2 separate regions of the Mus musculus genome follow, and region 1 is linked to region 2. Evidence: chromatin contacts called from public Hi-C data. All regions are on one chromosome and are shown on one strand. The core of a region is the stretch at or near the end of the contact, and the rest is flanking DNA. Distances in the headings are between cores, read along the strand shown.

Region 1 (5,281 bases), core at 2,465-4,964, 430 kb after region 2:
CACATTGAAGACCAGCTCTGAGTGCTGCATGGATACTGCTCATCACCCATCACTACAGAACAGGGAATAGGTCCTATTTATATTGTTCCATTTAGTCCAAGAGGAAGGGGAAGCCCAGAGAAATCAGGTAATTTGTCTAAGGTCATAGGGCTGATGAGACAGAGCTCTGGTCTGCCTCCACAACGCCCTTTACATAAAACAGGAAGAGAGTGCTGTTGTGGGTGAGAGTAAATCTCTGTTTCAAAAGAGTATAAGATATAAATGCAGAGCGTGAATCATGCCCTGTTTTTGCCCTCAGCCACGTGCTTGGATTTGTCCAGAGTTGGGGAAGGTACTGTTTTGATCTCTCAAACAACGTCTCATGCCATCACAGTTCATTTACATTTGTGGTAGGCACAGTGTAGTGTTAATTTAATAGATATTTTCCCCCTCATTTTCCATTGAGTGTTCTCATTTCATTGTACAGAGAATTGTTATTTACCATAAAATTAATTCTCAAAATTCAAAAGTATCAATTTTTTAAACTTAAAAAAAAAACAAAAAACAAAAAAACAAAAAACAGAAGCGGCCATTCCTTCTGAATTCCCAAAGGAAAACGCTACTAAAGATTTCCGTCTGCCCGTTAAGCTCTGACAGAAAATTCCAGAGTTTAAACTTGTGGCCCGAAGTGTAGGATAGTCTGTTTGTGCAGCTGTGTGACATCCTGATTCACTGACGTGCACAGCATCCCCTAGACTTGCTACAGGGTATTCTACAGATTAAATAAAGTCATTCATGTATGGGGATTAATGGGATTCCGATTGAGTGGGCAAAGGGTCATTTTGTGAATGTAAAAAAAAATCAAATTTAATAAAAACACAAAGTATTTTAATTTTTGAAAACCATTACAGCCATGATAAGCAAAGGTTTCTTTACCAACAGATGAGGGGTTGGTATAGGAACAAGAAGTGGCTAAAGGAATGAAAACTAAGACAGGAACCAAGCAGTCTCTGACCTTGCTACCCTCAGGCCCTTAGCATCTCCTACAGCAACTCCAGACTCTGGGGTGAATGAAGGGTTGCTGGACTCGGGAAAAGAAGACAATTCCTGTACATTCTTTGTGGACAACCTGCCAAGTAAGACAGAGTTTCACCTCATTGGTTTGGGGATAATGATCACCCTGTTTAGGCTGAGCACACACAGATGGATGAAAATTAGGGGAGAAAATGAAAGGTCTTATATATAAAATATTAAGTTAAACAAAACAAAACAAAATGTAGCCCTGGTGAATTGGGTATATAATCACCAATATATAGGAAGCCAGGAGGATTTCAAGTTCAAATTCTTGCTGGGTTACACAGACTGAGTTCAATAGTAGTCTGGACAATTTAGTAACACCCTATCTCAATACAGAAAAGAAACAAAAAAGATTAGGGAAGGGGCTAGGGAGATTGCCCAGTTAGTAATGTGCTTGCTAGACAAGTTTGAAAGCCTGAGTTTGGAACCCCAGGACCCATGTAAAAAGCTGGATGTGGTGGCACCTCTGCATTGGGGAGGTGAAGGCAGACGGACCTCTGGGACTTGCTTGATAGCTTAGCAGTACAGGTGATCTTTATACTCAGTGGGAGACTCTGTCTCAGAAAATATGGTACACAAATAGTGATGAGGACCCATGACGATGTTATCTACAGGTATGTGCCCCCCCCCTCTCTGTGTGTGTGTGTGTGTGTGTGTGTGTGTGTGTGTGTGCAGGCTTGGGATATAGACCGATCCTATATAGAATGCCAGCCTAGTATGTAAAAGGCCCTAGATTCAATCACATTATTTTAATAAACAAAAAAGTGCATAAATAAAAATAAAATCTAGTCAATAACATAATTTAAAGTCCATGGCCAAATTTTCATTCACCCAAAATCATGGAAAGTTTCCCATAGGATGAATAGGGCAGAAATATCAACAGACCAGCCAAAAGAAAGGTGGGTACGATCTCTTAAAATGTTTTATAGTATGTATGTATGTATGTATGTATGTATGAATGTATGTATCATCTATCTATCTATCTATCTATCTATCTATCTATGCATCTATCTATCTTCTATCATCTCCAACTATTACCTAGTAACCTCATCAAGTCTCCAAAGCAGGTATCTGCTAAGAAACTGTTGGCCACACATAATCCTGGATTATTTCCTGGAGACAGACATGAACTTTGCAGGCATATAGAGAGAAAACAGGATGCTGGAAGAGAGATCCCACAGAGGAGGATTTATGTCGATTCGTCATGCAGGGTCCCAAGGCTCCAGATTTATATCCTCGTGGTCCGGCCTCAGAGATGAGTGCAAACAAGCCAGGCATTTGAACTTGGAGCAGCAAATGGAAAGGACTGAGGATGATGGATGGATCTCAGGGATGCAGCAGAGGAAGGAGAGGAGCTGCCTAGAGGTCTCCACGGCCCCAACCTCTACAGAGTGTGGGAGCTGTTAGGCGGAGAGTGAACTTAGGGGAAATACTGTTAGGCTGTGTTTAGATCCCATGAACCTCAGGTGTTGGCAGGACATCTGGGGGAAGATGTCCAAAGACAGTCAGGACTGCATTACTGACACACTAGGCAAGAAGTTGGAGTTGAATTTGGTGGAGTCTTCCAAACAAAAGCAGCTGCAGAGGGATGAAGATAAACTCAGGGAAACAATTACATTGGGAACAAGTAAGCTCTGTGCAATAAGAAACCTTGAACGTTTTTTGGCACCGATGATGATTGAGCCCAGGAAAAGATCTGTTTGCTGTTTGTTTAAATGCATAAAGTGTGAAGGGAGCTGAAGCACAAACACGGTCTGAGAAGGCCCCGGGGTTGGAGAGGTGAAAAGGTCCAGGGAAGAGGGCTGCAGAGCCATGCTAGCCAGATTGCTTGTCCAGCCGTGCGCAGACCAAAGACAGACTAACTTCCTTAGGGTGGCAACAAGACTTGCAGTGGTGGGGAGAATCTGAACCTCATCTGGTGACTATGAGGTCACCAGGAAGTCAGGAGATGATGTCAACAAAGGCACGTTCAAGAACACTCACCAGATGACACAACTTCACATGAAGATGTGCACACCCTAGAGCAAGATGGTGGCAAGTAGCACAGAGAGCCTGGGAGAGGTCAATTCTACCCTTTGTGTAGGATTGCCACTAAAGAGCAATGTGTGTGTGTGTGTGTGTGTAGGGATAAGGCTGGGTTGAAATGTAGCTCAGTTGGTATACTACTAACCCAGTTTTCAAAAAGCTCTGGCCTCCATCCCCAGTGCTATGGAACCCAGGAGTGGTGGCATACACCAGCAATACCAGCAATCTAATGGATGTGGGAAGATTCGAAGTTCAAGACCATCCTTGGCTACATAGTGAGCTCAAGTACACGGCAGCTATGCAAACAAACAAAATAATAATAATTAAAAAGCCAGGGTAGGATTATTGCTAGAAAGCAATTACCAGGGAAAGCCAGGTTTGGGGCTGACCAGAAAAGGAAGACGTCTACAAAAAGATGGAGATGTGGAAGGAAGTACTGAGTACAGAATGGAAGCATTTCATCATGATTAATTCACAAGCAACTCTCGGAGCACTGGGCAGGGAGCTGATGAAAGAACTTGGCGGGCAGGATCTCTGCCTGAAGGAGCAGCGAGCCAGCAAGGGAGGATGCCGACAGTCAAGTGGTCATTCAATGTAGACCGATGGTGTGCTAGGAGGGCAGGCACAGGACAGTGCTGCTGGGCCCACTGTGATGCCACCGAGGGTTCCCATGACAGGCACGACATGAATCGGTCTCCAAACTATGAGTCACAATTTGGAGTGAAATTACTCAAGGGCTTTAGCCTAATTTCATCACGCTGCCTAACAGGTGGGGAAATACCCTGTTCAAATTAAACAGGAAGCTATTGAAAAGTAGCAGAAGGAGATTAACATTCCGCAGTTGGTACAGCTAGTTCTCCTGAGAGGGAGGAACAATCCCACCAATTAAAAATCATCTTATAACAGTGATGCCTTTACTGCTGATCTGGATTTTTTTCCACTGCAGTGTAGCCATTAAGGGTATTTCACTTGCAAAATATCCCATTTTGGTTTCTTTAAAATGACGTGTGGGTTCACTGAGCATTCTGGCAAACAAATTGTACCAGCTGCACTTGGGTATAACCCCAAACTCAAAGCCCCTGAATCCAATCTGGACACTATCCAGGCAACTGGCTCATTCCAAAATTCTTTTCTCATAGTGTGTTTATTAAGAATTTCAATACCGAAGGCACCCTAAATATGCATGAGAAAGCTGGGGACTCCATCTGTAACTGAAACTTACAAGTGGCTGGATGCAATTCACTAATGTCTTCAAAAGACATACAAATAATTACTAAGTGAGCAAGGAGAAAAAAATTCATCTCCTTCCTTAAAAATGTATGTGTCTGGGTCAAGGGTCATGCATGCCCATGTGCACACGGGCAAGCCAGAGGACCAACCTCAAACATCATGATGTGGGTAGCATCCACTTCACTTTTATTCTTTCTTTATTGGAAATAATTTTTCTATACAATATATTCTGATCCCAGATTCCCCTCCATCAGCTCCCCAAAATCTGTCCCACCTCTCTACCCATCCAACCCTGCCCCGTCTTCTCTCTCTCTCTCTTTAGAAAACAAAATAGGCAAAAGAATAAAGAAATAAAGCAGAATAAAACAAAACAGGAAAAATAGAAAAAGCATGAGACACTCAGGTATACACACACACATGCACACATGTATACACACACACTCACATACATACACACTAGTGTGCATGCACATACACACACACACACACACACACACACACACACACACACATGCATGCACACGTATATACACACAAACCCCATAAAAACATAATAGGAGAAACCATGAAGCAAAAGAGCTGTAATGTTAAAACCAAAGTGCAAACATAACATTATGAGACAAAACAGCTCCCAAAGTCTCATGGAGTTAGTTTTGTGTTGACCAGCTACTGCTAGGCATGGGGCATAGGTTTGATTTGTATACCCAGTGAGACTCTACTGAAAAAAAAAAAACTGATTTTTTTTTCCTTGAGAGCAGCTGTCAGTTGGAGATAGCTTGTTACCCATCCGGATTATTTGTGAAGACAGGGTCTGTCACTCTCACTAATTAGGCAAACCGGTATGACCAATGAGACCCAGGGATGTGCGCTCCTACTTCCACCTCTCCAGCACTGGATTTCCAGTGGGTGACGCCACTCCTGGCTTTTTGGTTGATTGGTTCTGCAGTGTGAACTCCATTTCCCCATGCTT
Region 2 (5,015 bases), core at 1,493-3,992:
ACAGGGGACTGTATATAATATAGCAGTCCAGAAGAAAACATTATCTACTGAACCTGTGCAATAACATGTAAATACAACCGGACATGACATGTAAATACAACCGGACATGGTGGGCTACGCCTGTAATCCCAACTACCTGGGAAACTGAGACATGAGGACTGCATGTTTGAGGACAGCTTGAGCACCTTAGTAAGAGGATCAGGGACGTTGTTCAGTGGCGAAATGTTTGCCTAGCATGTGCAAGGCTCTAGGTTGAATCATCAGTATCACAGTATCAACAAGAGAGAGAGACAGACAGAGAGACAGAGAGACAGAGAGACAGAGATGAAGTATAGATGCAGTTTCTTTTAGAATAGAAACATGAGAAAACATGTGCTATCTTTCTGTGTGTGTCTATGTGTATGTCCCTATGTGAGGGCATGGAGGCCAGAGGACCCTTACGGCCTTAAGGATTATTCTCCAGGCACTTTTTTTTAAGGGTCCCTCACTAGCCTAGAACTCACTGAGTAGACTAGGTAGCTGACCAGTAAACCCGAGAGATCTATCTAATACTCTCCCTCCCAGCACTGGGTTTCAAGTGCTAGCTATCTCCCCCAGCTTTAAAAAGAAAGAAAACAAACAAACAAGCAATCTTGGGTCTAGGGATCAAGCTTAAGTTGTAAGGCAAATTGCTTTATCAAGTGAGGTATGTCACCAGCCCCCTATACAATGTGTGTTTTTGTGTTTCTGTTTGGTTGGGATGTGTGTATGTGTGTGTGTGTGTGTGTGTGTGTGTGTGTGTGTGTGTGTGTGTGTGATGATTTGACAGAGTTTTTGTTTGGTAGTTGTTGTTATTGTTTAACAGTGTCTCACTATGAAGACCAAGCTGGCCTTGAACTCACAGAGATCCACTTGCTTCTGCCCTCCAAGTTCTGGGATTAAAGCTTGCACCACCATGCCTGGATATATATATATATATATATATATATATATATATATATATATATATATATATATATATATATATATTAAAATCAAGATATCACTTCGTGTTTTCCATTAGTGTTGAATATGAATAAACCCACACGGAAGAGAGGGGAAAGGCTTTCCTTCTCTTTTTCCGATTAAAATATCTAATAAAACTGCATATGTAAGAGGTGTTAGAATATTCACTCGTTTAAGAATTCCTCAGGCGAGCACATAATACTGGTGAGTTGAAATTTGAGGTTGAGGATAGCTACAAATAAAATTCTTTGTAATCAAGTTAAGGAAACAAGATAACACATGAAATGTTTTGACAATAAATAACACAAACACAATCCAAGGAGCTAACCATCATCCCCCAGGGAGACTATTCTAAATTCAGAATAGTCCTCCCTTTGTCCCCCAGAAATTCAGAGTAGGGTCTGCTAGGCCACAGACACCTTCAACTTCAAACAGCTACCCCCAAACCTTAGCACAGAATTATGGGAGAAACCATTCAGAGAGCCCCTGAAACCTAAGCTACTAGTCTCACATAGGTTACATGGAGCCTAGAAAGCACCCTGGAAGGGGAAAAAAAAAAATCTTAAAAAGCTATGACCCTGTGCTGTGACAGCTCATTGTCAACAAGGAGAAGGAGGCAGGATGTGAAGGAGTACAGACCAAGTTAGTGTAGCTGACTGAGTAGGTGCTCATTATAACTGACAGGCATTAGTTATGTAAGCATTTAAGACTTACATTTTTACTGTTTTTTTTTTAAAATATTTTAATGCAGGATGAATGCTAAGGCATTTCTACACAGACACAAGGAGGAGCCTATCTGGATTTGGAACTGTTCTAGGCTTCCAGAAGAGAGTCAAGAGGGCTGGTGACATGGCTCCACAGATAAAGATGCTTAGAACCAAGCCTGATAACCTGTATTCAATATCCAGGACACCTATGATAAAGGGAGAAAACTGATTTCCACAGGATGGTCTCTGAGTTCCATACATGTGCTGTAGCATATAACACACACACACACATATACACAATAATAATAATAATAATTTTTAATTTGCCTTTTAAATTTTTTCTAGACAGGGCCTCTTGATGTTACATATTTGGAAATGTTTGTTTCATAGAAAGAACATGTAGAAAGGTTGAAACAAGTGGCTGACTGTAAAACAATCCTCAATTTTGGACTCTACTTGGCTGAATACAACATTCAAAGAAGCTTATGCTTCCAGTCCTCTTTCCACTACTACAAAGCAAACCTGATGTTAGCCAGGCAGAGTGGTGCTCTCCTGTGATACCAGCACTCTGGAGGCTAAGGCAGGAGGACCGTACCGCCTTGAGTTAGAGACCAACCTGAGGGACACATGGAGTTTCAGGTTAGCCTGGACTACAAAGTAATGTCATGCCTGAAAAAGACAGAGAGAAAGAGAGAGGGGGAGGGAGGAACAGAGGAGGGGAGGGGAGGGGAGGGGAGAGGAAGGGAGGGGAGGGGAGGGGAGGGAAAAGTGATAGCAGGCCGTGGTAGTGCACATACTTCTTTCTAGCACTCAGGATGTAGAGGCAGGTGGATTTCTGAGTTTGTGGCCAGCCTGATCTACAGAGTAAGTTCCAGGACAGCTGGGGCTACACAGAGAAACAAAGCATTTAAATTTAATTAATTAATAAATTGATAACATATAAGAAGGAAAAGAAAGTGAAAGTGACCTTCGCCTCTGAGCTAAGGCCGTTGGGCTTCCTCAGGAAGAGTCTGCCAGGCACCATGACCAGCTTAGTCATCACCCTTGCTGAGTGAGTGAGATCAACACAGGAAATCAAACGCTGAAAGGATACAGATGAAACTGAAAGCCTTTCTTGAGGGTTTTGAACAGCTCCTCCTTCCCATGATGCAATGCTTTTTTTCTCCTTGGGTGTCCTTCTGTCTTGCCGTGTCAGTGAATCCAAAAGTGAGTTTCCCTCTTGTGTTATCTCCTTTTCTCCATCTATCAAAATCATTTAGTTGACAGCCGATTTCTCCTCACTCTTCCTTCAGCCTACCTTCCTTGCCTCTTGTCCGCACCCACCAGCCATCCAACTCTTCAGCAAAGTCCTCTAATCTTGTCAACAGTTCCACGTCTGTGTGTCCCATTTCAAACTCCAACACTAATATATATATGTATGTGTGTGTGTGTGTATATATATATATATATATATATATGTGTGTGTGTGTGTGTGCGCCTGTTAGAGATTTGTTTCATTAGATTAACTGAAGTGGAAAGATCCACCCAAAATGTAGCTTGTACCACTTCATGGGCTGGGTCCTGGACAGAGTACACTCCATAGCATCCACTCAACTCCCTCTGCTTCCTGATTATTGTGGGTGTGCTGCGACTGGCTACATCTCCGAGCACCTGCAGCCATGACTTCCCCTCCCCTTTGTGGTGGACTGAACCTTCAAAGTGTGAGCCCAAATAAACCCTTCCTTCTTCTGGTTGCTTTGTTTCTGGGCATTGTATCATAGCAACAGAAAAGAAGCGGGGGGCTACCACAGGAATCACACTGTTGATGGTGGCCTCCTAAACAACTTCATTCTGGCAGCCTCTGCTCCTTCAGTCTGCCTTGTCCACCACTTCATCCTTTTCACATGGCAATCATGTTTCCTGAGTCTTCTGTGGCTCCTCTTCCAATATGTCTGTCGATGGTTTGTGCCCATGCAAACGCATATGGAGACATCACTCCTCAGTGAGGCAGGACTCTGAGGTAAAGCCTGGTGGGTATCTAGTCACAGGGCCATGAATGGATCAATGTCTATGGTGGGTCATCCTCTCTTTCCCTTGCAGGAGCCTGCTTACCTGTTCACCTTCCTTAATGAGATGTATAAGATAAACTCCAGAAACCAAGCAAATGTGACAGCCCCATCTCAGCTTTTATGCTTAAGAACCATCCATCATATTAAACTGCCTAGTCTCTGTCCATCTATTATAGCGACAGAAGAAAAGTCCAGACAGCTCTCAGTTATATATGGGGTGAAACTGAATGTAGAGAGAATATCTTGTGTATTGTATGGATGGATCACCTGTCAATTTAAACACCTATGGCCTATGGCTCAGGCAGGAAATGGGAGGTAGGCCATCCAGGAGGAGAAAGGATTCTGGGATAGAGCCAGGCACGGGAAGATCCGCCCCTGGAAGATGTAAGGAGATGGGCACATAGTACCTGAGCACAAGTAACCAACCACATAGCAGAAGGTAGATTAAAATAAATGGGTTGCCTGAAGTTAAGATTCTAGTCAGAGAAGAGCCTAGCTGTATGGCCAAGGTAGTTGTAAATGTATTTTGAGTATGAGTCATTTCTGGGAGCATGGGGTTGGGAGGAAAAACCAGGCCTAACTTAACAATTGAACACTTGAGTCAGGCCGATCACATGACCTTAGGCAAGATGCTGGACTGCCTGCAAAGTTGACTGACAGAGAGAGAGAGGGAGAGAGGGAGAGAGGGAGAGAGAGAGAGAGAGAGAGAGAGAGAGAGAGAGAGAGAGAGAGAGAATGCGAATGCTTTTTCGTGCATGCATTCCACAGGGAGATCAGAGGACAACTCTTCTTTTACTCACTGAACTGTCTTCCAGACTTTTCTTTTCTCTTCTTTCTTTTTCTTTCCCTTTCGTCCTTTCTTTCTCTCTTTCTTTCTTTCGGACGAGATCTCACCATCCTGGAACTTGATATGTAGATTAAACAGCCCTCAATCTCAGGAAGAGCTGCCTTCCTCTGCCTCCCCAGTGGTGGGGGTCAAAGTCTGTACCGCCACCACTAAGTCCAGCTTTACTCTGACTTCTGGATTTGTATCTGATATACTCTGGTTGTTAGTTACTGGCATCCTTTCAGTCACTCCGTTCTTTCTTCTCTAGTGTCCCCTGGCAGCCTCCTCTCCCCTTCTATCAATGTGGATTCTAATCTTTTAGGCCAACTCTCATGTATTGCAAGCTGGCCTTAAACTCGGTGTGTAACTGAGGATGACTTAGAACGTCTGATTTCCCCTCTCTATCGCTGCCCCTGCCCCTGCCCCTGCCCCTGTCTCTGTCTCTATGGG

What was found. Hi-C and Micro-C count contacts between places; a contact is called where the count stands out from the background.
Region 1: a contact with region 2 is called in a Hi-C map of muscle stem cells, with 2.3 times the contacts expected there. The contact joins two enhancer-like sites. A contact is called at or near these places in 1 of 484 Hi-C or Micro-C datasets (muscle stem cells) and 1 of 115 datasets of contacts at active chromatin or transcription factors (bone marrow-derived macrophages).

The regions. Positions count from the first base shown.
Region 1 is chr10:13,301,062-13,306,342 of GRCm38.p6, forward strand. The region is part of intron 1 of Phactr2 (phosphatase and actin regulator 2); the gene reads right to left. Among named protein-coding and RNA genes, the nearest start is that of Gm46211, 77 kb to the left of the region's middle. Within about 2 kb of position 3,715, at least 77 of the 459 cell types and tissues checked have an H3K27ac peak or open chromatin away from gene starts, as enhancers often do. A contact at or near this core is called in bone marrow-derived macrophages and muscle stem cells, where this site is marked.
Region 2 is chr10:12,872,304-12,877,318 of GRCm38.p6, forward strand. No RefSeq gene overlaps it. Among named protein-coding and RNA genes, the nearest start is that of Utrn, 13 kb to the left of the region's middle. Within about 2 kb of position 2,743, at least 171 of the 459 cell types and tissues checked have an H3K27ac peak or open chromatin away from gene starts, as enhancers often do. A contact at or near this core is called in bone marrow-derived macrophages and muscle stem cells, where this site is marked.